Linked DNA regions of Mus musculus: region 1 is linked to region 2. A link is a contact called in public promoter capture Hi-C data. All regions are on one chromosome and are shown on one strand. Each heading gives the region's core, a stretch centred on a gene start, on an enhancer-like site or on the middle of the called end of the contact. The rest is flanking DNA. Distances are from core to core; before and after follow the strand shown.

Evidence for each region. Promoter capture Hi-C pulls out the DNA fragments that hold promoters and counts their contacts.
Region 1: a contact with region 2 is called in a promoter capture Hi-C map of stem cell-derived epiblast-like cells, with 2.4 times the contacts expected there. The contact joins the promoter of Pomk here to the promoter of Star in region 2. A contact is called at or near these places in 24 of 39 promoter capture datasets (3T3-L1-derived adipocytes, the C10 cell line, the HPC-7 cell line and 15 more), 3 of 15 datasets of contacts at CTCF or cohesin (embryonic stem cells and large pre-B cells), 32 of 484 Hi-C or Micro-C datasets (the AML12 cell line, the CH12 cell line, ECoMG myeloid progenitors and 19 more), 26 of 115 datasets of contacts at active chromatin or transcription factors (the SCID.adh cell line, SST interneurons, T-cell acute lymphoblastic leukemia and 17 more) and 5 of 9 other capture datasets (adipose tissue, embryonic stem cells, liver and 2 more).

Annotation. Positions count from the first base shown.
Region 1 is chr8:25,992,000-25,996,625 of GRCm38.p6, forward strand. Pomk (protein-O-mannose kinase) reads right to left here and starts at 2,122. Exons shown (of 5, transcript NM_029037.4): 1 at 2,088-2,122. Gm31402 (a long non-coding RNA gene) reads left to right here and starts at 1,295. Exons shown (of 2, transcript XR_378826.3): 1 at 1,295-1,564; 2 at 4,413-4,626.
Region 2 is chr8:25,806,693-25,811,284 of GRCm38.p6, forward strand. It overlaps Star (steroidogenic acute regulatory protein), which reads left to right and starts at 1,782. Exons shown (of 7, transcript NM_011485.5): 1 at 1,782-1,940; 2 at 2,764-2,874; 3 at 3,115-3,242; 4 at 4,253-4,411; 5 at 4,521-4,592. The coding sequence starts at 1,877. RefSeq lists promoters at 288-1,844, 815-1,815, 1,555-1,827, 1,713-1,815 and an enhancer at 1,722-1,756.

The DNA.
Region 1 (4,626 bases), core at 872-3,371, 190 kb after region 2:
CTGTAACGCCTCTCATCCACCCATTTCTTCTTGCACCCGGTGTCGCCACACCAACACCATGGTTACATCTTCCCAGTGTCAAGTCTCAACCTAACCTCCCCCTCATCTTACCTGGCCACTGGGTGAATGCAAGCTTCATGCAGCCTAGAGCTCATACCGTTTTAGGAAGGAAAGGATGCTCCCCAAGAAAACAACACAAGGCAGACTGGGCAGATTGCTCAATGGGTAGTGAGGACCCCAGAATCCCAAAGAAGCCAGATGTACTGTAATCCCACTGGTGGCGGATAGTCGAAAAGCTGCTGGACCAGCTAGCCAGACACATGGCGGGACACCACAAAGTGACACCGTCTCAAACAAGGCAGGAGGCCAAGAGCCACACCCATGTTGCACTCTGACCTCCACATGTACACCATGACACACGTGTGAAACACGCACATAGGCACACACACTTTTGAATGTAAAATTGTCAGCCCCTTTCCAGGGTTTTTGCAAGGGATTTGTGGCAGCACACAGAAACTGTCTTTATTGGGGGCTGGAGAGGTGGCTCAGCGGTTAAGAGCACTGATTGCTCTTCCGAAGGTCCTGAGTTCAAATCCCAGTAACCACATGGTGGCTCACAACCATCTGTAATGAGATCTGACTCCCTCTTCTGGTGTGTCTGAAACAGCTACAGTGTACTTACAATCTTAAAAAAAAAAAAAAAATTCTCACCCACTACTCATACTCCAGTACCATATATGCATGTTCAGTCCCCTATGGTCTGGGTGAGCATCCTCCAAAGGCCCATTCATTAAAGACTTGGTCTCCAGCTGTTGGCACTACCAGACAGCAGCAGAACCTCGAGGAGGCAGAGTCTGCTACAAGGAAGCTTCTGTCAGTAACACGTGACCTAGAAGGAGACACTGGGCCCTCAGCCTGTGTCTCTGTGCTTCCAGGATGCCAGGAAGTAAGATGACCTCTCCCATCATGGTCTTCCCCTCTTCAATTTTCTCTTCCACCGCTCTCTCCCGCCACGACGAGCATAATGACCACAGGCCATAAGCAAAGAATCCCACGGCTGAGCCCAAGAAAATCCTTCCCCTTTAAAAGCTGACCATAGCAAGAAAGGCCAGCAACACTGACAAAATGCTGCAGGAACCCAGAATTCATATTTTTCAATCTACTTATTTTATACACAGGAGTGTTCGCTTGCATGCACACTGTACAATATGTGCTATGTGTGCCTGGTGCCGAGGGAGGTCAGAATACAGTGCTGGATTCCCTGAAACGGAAATTATGGACAGTGGGGAGCTATTAGGGAATTGAACCCAGGTCCTCTGCAACGAGTGCTGTTAGCCACTAGCCATCTCTCCAGCCTTAGAATCCATACTATCAGATCTATGCGGAACCCTCTTTGCTTGGCAATCGATTAACACACCTGTTTCTTGTGGACCGCCCAGGCAGCCCAGAGCTTAAAGAAGTGAGTATGTGTGGTCGGCAGAGCGGGAACTTCCGGCACTGTTTAAACACCAAGGCTATTTGATAACGGTGAAAAAGGACCAGCTGCTGTATGTCGACTGCTTAGGTTAGTCAAGGGAAATAAGTCAACTAAATGAATTGCCAATATGCAGAATATTTTACACAATTCGAGAAGGAGCTGGTGTCACCCAATTCAGACTAAATTTCATTTCCCGATAACTATTTAAACAGTCTGGATGTTATTTAGTTTGGACAGGCGAAGGTGGGGGCGGGGGGCATCAAATTTACTAAAGGTCTAAAACTGGTTTTTAACAAAGAGGGGGAGAGAAAGCGAGAGCATGGCGGACAGCCTCCGCTCACATGGTTCAATAGCAGCTCCCGGTGCATGGTACTGGGATACCATGGATACCGGGAGAGGGGTTGCGTGGTGAGCATCCAAAGGGAATGCATGGTGCACCCGGAGGAGGGGTGCGCGGTAAGCACGGGAGGAGCCAGCACCAGTACCCGGTTTAGTTTTCATGATCCCCATGAGAGGATCCACTTTGGGATTGGGTCCGGGGGCTCAGGAGGGTCAGGCTTGGAAAGGCCCCACAGAACCCTGTCCCGCTTCACTACGCCCCGGAGCCTACCTGGCGACCACCAAATCCGGCTCGCATTCCAGGACGCCTGCGCGGCCGGAAGCGGTCGGAGACGAGCGTGAGGCTGCCTCCTGGTGGCCGCCTCTTGCCTTACAGTGGACGCCCGCGCCAGCGTAGGCGCGGTCATCCATACCCTGGTCCTCATTTCCTCTAGCCAAACTGGTGAAGGCCAGGCTGCAACAGCAAGGTTGAGCCTGGGACTGGGGACCTCAGAGGGGCTGCTTCCTGATCTACAGCTCTACACTCTCTGCAAAGCGGTGGCTGCCAAAGAGTGATCCTCAGAAAAGCAACACGAGCAAATCGCAGAGTGAGGCTCAGTGCACTGATAATGCCTCTGGCTTTGAAAACTATGTGACTTTGGAGCTTTGGCCTGAGACGCCAAGCTGCGCGTCACAGATTTCAGGGCCAAACCTCAAGTCATGCGAAGGCTGGAAGGTCTCAGCGTGCTACACTAGTATTAGTACTGGAAGTGAAATGGGAGGGGTAAGGTTGGGAAATGGAAAATCAGACATATCATCTACTTCTAAACTGATTTATTTTCCAGATTTGAAATCAAAACATACAGTGTGTGGGTAAAAACAAAAACCATCTATGTTTATTATCCAAACTCTAAGCATGCTAAAGAACCCAGAATCTTGATCTAGGAAGCACTAGAGGAACCGACAAAACTCCCTTCAAAGAATCCCTGTAAGCAACTTTTGCTTCTCAGACTGACAAATGCGTTTGTGTGTGGTGTGCCAGAGAACTCAAAGGCCAGGAGTGATAGATAGACTTGCTGGTAATTGTGGTCCCCCAGATACCAATGCTATATGAACTAAACTCAGGTTCTGTGGGGCCATCTCTCCAGCACCAGGGCTATTTATAGTAGAAAATATACCTGGATGTATAACAGCAAGTATTTCAGAAATAAATTATAGGCATTATATAAAAAACACCATTAAGAACACTGTTTAATGAATAGTTTCAGTTTGTGAAGCTTTAAAACTTCTGGTGATGATGGAGGTAATGGTTGTAAAATAATGTGAATATATTGGATGCCACTGAAATAAACACTTAAAAATGACTCAGATACGGGCTGGAGAGACCCCCTCAGTAGGTAAGAGCATTGGTTGCTCTTCCAGAGAACCTGGGTTCCTGGCATCCACTTGGCAGCTCACAACCACCTGTAACTGAGTTCTAGAGGATTAGACCTCCTCCGCTTCTGCCCTCTGAGGGCACTGCACACACGTGGTGCTCAGACATATAAGCACGCAGAACACCCAGCCACATAAAATAAATTCCAAAGCAACCTGTTACAAAAGGACTAAAATCAGGAGGTGTGTTATATAGAGTTTGCTATAATAAGTGATGATGCTGCAGGGGGCCACAGAGATGGCCAGCAGGTCAGCGTGCTTGCCACCAAGCCTGACCATCTAAGTTCAGTTTCCTAGGACCCCTCCTAGGGGAGGGGAGAAGGATTCTCACCATGTCATCCTTAGATCTCCAAATGCACACGCATGGACACACACACACCAAATAAACGTGACATTAGGTGATGCTGTGATGATGCATCCTGACATGAAGAGCTATTCATGGCACATGGATGTAGTGCTTTTGATGCTAAGCATCCCGCATAGGTCCACGTGGTCCTCTGCGGGGCAGGCTGCTTTGGAAGTGGAGCCCTGTTAGAGGATGCGATTCCTTAACAGGCCTTACTTCCTGTTCACGCTCTGTTTCCTGGGTCTGAGTGCCAATCTCCCATGGGGCAGCCATCAAATCACTCACTGTCTGCTGCTGTATCCGTCTTGAAATGATAGCCTGTGTGCCCTTGGCATAATGAAACAAAGTAACAAGTTGCTTTTGTCAGAGAATTTGATTACAAGGTGAAAGTTAACTAAGACAATGGCTAAGGGTGGGAAACAATCCCATGCTTTAAAAATGTTTTTAATGTTGTGGCACCTGGATCGACTCCAGGAGCCCATGCTATCCTCACACCCCGGAAGCCAATAAAACAGTGATTTCAACAAAAGATGGGGAGGGGACTTCCGAGAAAGATGGGAAACTTCCATAAAGCACAGCTTCAAAATCCAAGCAAAATTAAGGGTAGAGCTATTTGTGTGGTCAAGGAAGACTGGCATTTGGAGCAGCATGGATCTGGTCAGGGGATGTCTGCTCTGTTCTCCCCTGACCTAAATTCAGTACGGCTAAAACCTGGAAGTCCTCTAGTTAACCACGGAGCAGCAAAGAAGACTCCTAAGTCAGGAAGTAGAGGAAACCCTCATTTCTGTGTTGTTCTATCCCTGTTCTCACTTCTGCCTTTTCCTTATTTATTCCCAGCCACCTGCACCACAGTAGCATATGTGACTGCCAACCAAAAACTGCAGGACCAGAACACAGTAAAGCCTTCCTTTCTACCCAGTGGAAATGGACTCTGAGGAAGCCCAAACCAGCTCGCCCTGCCTCCCTCCCCAGGCCCAACCTGCTTCATTGCTATAGCACGATTGTGGACGTAGGCAGATTCTTGTCTGTGTGTGTTTTTAAAATTATTATT
Region 2 (4,592 bases), core at 532-3,031:
GAGAGGGAAGTAGTCAGTACCTGTGGGAATTAATCCCAAAGAAAAAGATATGGCAGACCATGTCTATAGGCAGGAAAATCAGAATTTCATGGCTTGTCTGAGATACCTAGCAAGTTCAAGGACAGACCAGGTTAGACTTTTTTTTTAAAGAATTATTTATTTTATGAGTACACCGTACTTCAGACACAGCAGAAGAGGGCATCAGATCCCATTACAGATGGATGTAAGCTACCATCTGGTTGCTGGGAATTGCACTCAGGACCTCTGAAAGAGCAGTCAGTGGACTTAACTGCTGAGTCATCTCTCCAGCCCAACACGTTTGTCTTAATCCCACAAAAGAGGCAAGAACTAGGTTACGCCTCTCCAGTGGACACTGATTGGGAGGGTGTGCACTAGGGGGACAAGCTACTAGAAACCTGTAATGGACAAAGTGAGCCCTGGCACAAGAGTAGGCCTTTGGGATTAGACCTTGGAGCCTTAGATGCCTCATGACAGTAGCTCCCACAAGGCCTCTCATACAAACTCAACAGGACAGAAATGTAGGCTGTATCCATATATAACCATTTATCCAGTTGCCTTGAAGGAGTCTTGTCCTGCCTTGGGACAGTAATGACAAGGTTCAAAAGTATCCTGCTGGCGGCAGGGTCTGGTGCAGAGCAAATCTAATGAGACTTTACTGATGACATTCATGACATATGAATTTGGTTTAAAAGTAGCCTCAAAGGTACTTGGAAAGAAGAGATCTTGGCAGGGCAGGGCTGGGTGGTAGAGCTTTTCCCTGCCTGGTGTGTCTGGGAGCAACTGAGGCAATTAATTCTAAGGTTCCCTGGATCTGCCCAGTACCACAGGGATCACATACCTGCAGGGACTGACAACAGTCAATGTCCAAATGATTTGTGTTTCTCACCTTTGTGCACAGGTCAGGACCTGTAGCAGGGCAGGCCAGCCTTAGCTGCATGAGGAAAGGGTGAGCTTGCAGGGTGGAACCCAGGCCTAAGTTACTCTCTGCCTTGAGAGCTTACTGGGTGGGTCATCTCATTTCCAGAGAGTTCCCAGAATGAGAAGTTAGAGTGGAGTTGGTATCAATGGGTGAGCAAATAAATGAAAACTGAACACATGGGGTGCTCAGGAGGCCCCACATAGAAGGAACCAAGGCCAGCTAGAGGACTTGAGCTATTGTCCTATATTGCCCTAGCCCTGACACTGGCATCCTGTTTGTCTTTGAGCCAGCCATTGATACCCTCCAGACCTGATGGACGGTCTTGCAGGTTTTGTTTGTTTGTTTGTCTGTTTGTTTGTTCTTTTGAGACAGGGTCATTCTGTGTAGCCCTTGTTGTCCTAAACCTTACTATATAGACCAGGCTGGGCTTGAACTCACCAGAGATCTACTTGCCTCTGCCAGGGAGAGTATGTGCCACCATGCCTACCTCTGGTCTTGTTGCAAGAACTCACTCTTTGACTCTTTTACCCTGGCTCCCTCTCTTGGCCAGAGCTTCTATATACTTTTTGATGCACCTCAGTTACTGGGCATTTAAGCGGAGGACAGGGCTTGAAGTCTACATTTACAACTTTAGAGAAGCTATATATACATATCCTCTGCCCCATCTCCGTGACCCCTGCTTTCCCCTACCTGCAGAGTCTGGTCCTCCCTTTACACAGTCTGCTCCCTCCCACCTTGGCCAGCACTGCAGGATGAGGCAATCATTCCATCCTTGACCCTCTGCACAATGACTGATGACTTTTTTATCTCAAGTGATGATGCACAGCCTTCCACGGGAAGCATTTAAGGCAGCGCACTTGATCTGCGCCACAGCTGCAGGACTCAGGACCTTGAAAGGCTCAGGAAGAACAACCCTTGAGCACCTCAGCACTCAGCATGTTCCTCGCTACGTTCAAGCTGTGTGCTGGAAGCTCCTATAGACATATGCGGAATATGAAAGGTGAGTCTGGGTTGGGGAGGAGGGATGAGAGCTTGCCAAAAGCCTGTAGGCAACATAGTTTTGTGGGAAAGCTCTTGGGCAGGGGAATAGGCCACCTCAGCTTCGATCCCAGCTATGCCTCTTAACTGGGGGAGCCTGGGTAAAGCCCTTCTTCTCTGGACCTCAGGTTTTCACCTAAAAAATTGGCCTGGCTACTAAGGTGCCACCTCTCATCCAAATTCTGTAATTTCTAGTTTCTACTCTAAGGCCCTAGTTGTTCTGGAGCTAGTACTGATGTTGCCTCCCTTCACGAGTGGATTAAGTCTGTACCAAGGGTCCCAGGCAAGTCTTTGCCATAGTGGTAGAGAAATACAGAAGCTAGTCCTTACTCTAAGCAGTGCCTGGCAAGTCCGAGACACTGTCTGGGAAGAAGAGCAGAAGACAGGAGAGTTGAGCAGCAGAAGTACAAGGCAAAGGATGGTGGGGGTGACTCTTGTCCCTGGGTAGCTGGTTGTCCCTTGGTAGGGCAACCCTCAGGAGACGGAGTACATCCTACTCAATATCCAGGGGCTACCCAAGCGGCCCAGGGAAACTTCTGTGGCCAGGTAGGGCCAGGTCTGACCAGCCCACCCCTATTTTCCATGATGGAAAAGAGATCTGGGCCCTGGAAGTTCGAGAGAAAGTTTAACACTGAACTTGAGAGTTAGAGATGTGGCTGGAGTTTGAGTCCCTGCTGGGATCTGTGTCCCTGGGCCGGTTTGCTCATCTGTGATGAGTGGACAGAACTGTCCCTCTCCCAGAGATTGCCTAGCTACTTGACAAATGTTTCTTTCCCTCCCTGCAGGATTAAGGCACCAAGCTGTGCTGGCCATTGGCCAAGAGCTCAACTGGAGAGCACTGGGGGATTCCAGTCCCGGGTGGATGGGTCAAGTTCGACGTCGGAGCTCTCTGCTTGGTAAATAAATATTGGGGCTTTCTGAGCTTCTGCCAGTGATGGGTCTTAGGGTGCATGAGGCCTGTCCCCTACCTGTAGTTACCTAACTCCTGTGTCTACCTTGACCTGCAAGCAGAGCCCTATGGCTATGATCGTGTCTCTTCTGAAGGCTGAACACATTCAGAGGGCAGAGGGATGAGAGCTGTGGATTGGCTAGGACCATTGTACCCACGTTTTCTTTTTCCTTGGCTATGTATGCAGGTTCTCAACTGGAAGCAACACTCTATAGTGACCAGGAGCTGTCCTACATCCAGCAGGGAGAGGTGGCTATGCAGAAGGCCTTGGGCATACTCAACAACCAGGAAGGCTGGAAGAAGGAAAGCCAGCAGGTAAGTAAAGGCAGCTGTGAGAAGCCTGCAGTTACTGATGGTCCCACTACCATGCTCAAAGCCTGCCGGGATTCCCACTGCATTCACAATTGATAAACAGTCAAAAAGTTTTGGTCTGAGAACTCTCCTAAGAATATATCATCAGGTGGGGTGAGGGTGCATACCTTTTTCATCTCAGCACTCAGGAGACTGAGGCATGTGGACGTCTGGGAGTATACGGCTAGCCTGGTTTATGTAGCAAGTTCCAGGCTAGCCAGGCCCGCATAGTAATACCCTTCCTCAAAACAAGCAAACCAATGAATGTGTTCTCAGATAACCTTTCCTCCTGAAGACTAACTGAGAAACATTATTCCTGTTTTTTAACTACTCTCTGAATGCTGTAAACTCATCCAGTAAAAAATCTGATCTCATCCTGACACACAGAAGCAAAACCTACGTTAAAACCAGTAGCTCTATTATTAGATCTACTCTGGTGGCCTTATCTTCAACAACAGTTTACACACTGTCCATTACCCCAAGTTCAGATGAAACATCTCGTTGCTCCAGCTCCTACAGTAACGGAGATAAGACACTAATAGGATCTGATCCACTGATCCACTGATCCGGGATCCAGGCTTAGCAGTGTATCTGTGCTGAGCGTCTTGGGCAGATCACTGAAACCTTCAGGCCCCAGGTTCTTCCAAAGTGAGTCAACTAATCAAAAAGCCCAGCCTTCTCTTTATCTAGTTAGCTGCTGTAGACCAGTCCGTCCTTCAGGTCATTTCAGTTGGACCTACCCATACTACCAACATTCATCACTAAAACAATAGGCGTGGTACCTCTTCCAGCTTTGAGTGGACATACAAGGCTTTTGGCCGCAGTGTCTACCCACTGGGTCTTCACCAGGTAGAGATCCAGGTACCTATTGCTCATCGTAGGCCTACTGTCTCTGTTCTGAGTATTGTCTGAAACCTAGGCTAGGAATAATGTTCTCTAACCGTAACCCCATGGCTCTCTTTTGTCCCTAACAGGAGAACGGGGACGAAGTGCTAAGTAAGATGGTGCCAGATGTGGGCAAGGTGTTTCGCTTGGAGGTGGTGGTAGACCAGCCCATGGACAGACTCTATGAAGAACTTGTGGACCGCATGGAGGCCATGGGAGAGTGGAACCCAAATGTCAAGGAGATCAAGGTGAGGAAAGCCCAAGTGTGGGCGGCAGGGAACCAAGCGAATGCAGTCCTGAACAGCAGGTGCTTAGCCTATCAGTGGCTGAGTCCAGGCTCCAACTCCCTTGTGCTAGGTCCTGCAGAGGATTGGAAAAGACACGGTCATCACTCATGAGCTGGCTGCGGCGGCAGCAGGCAACCTGGTG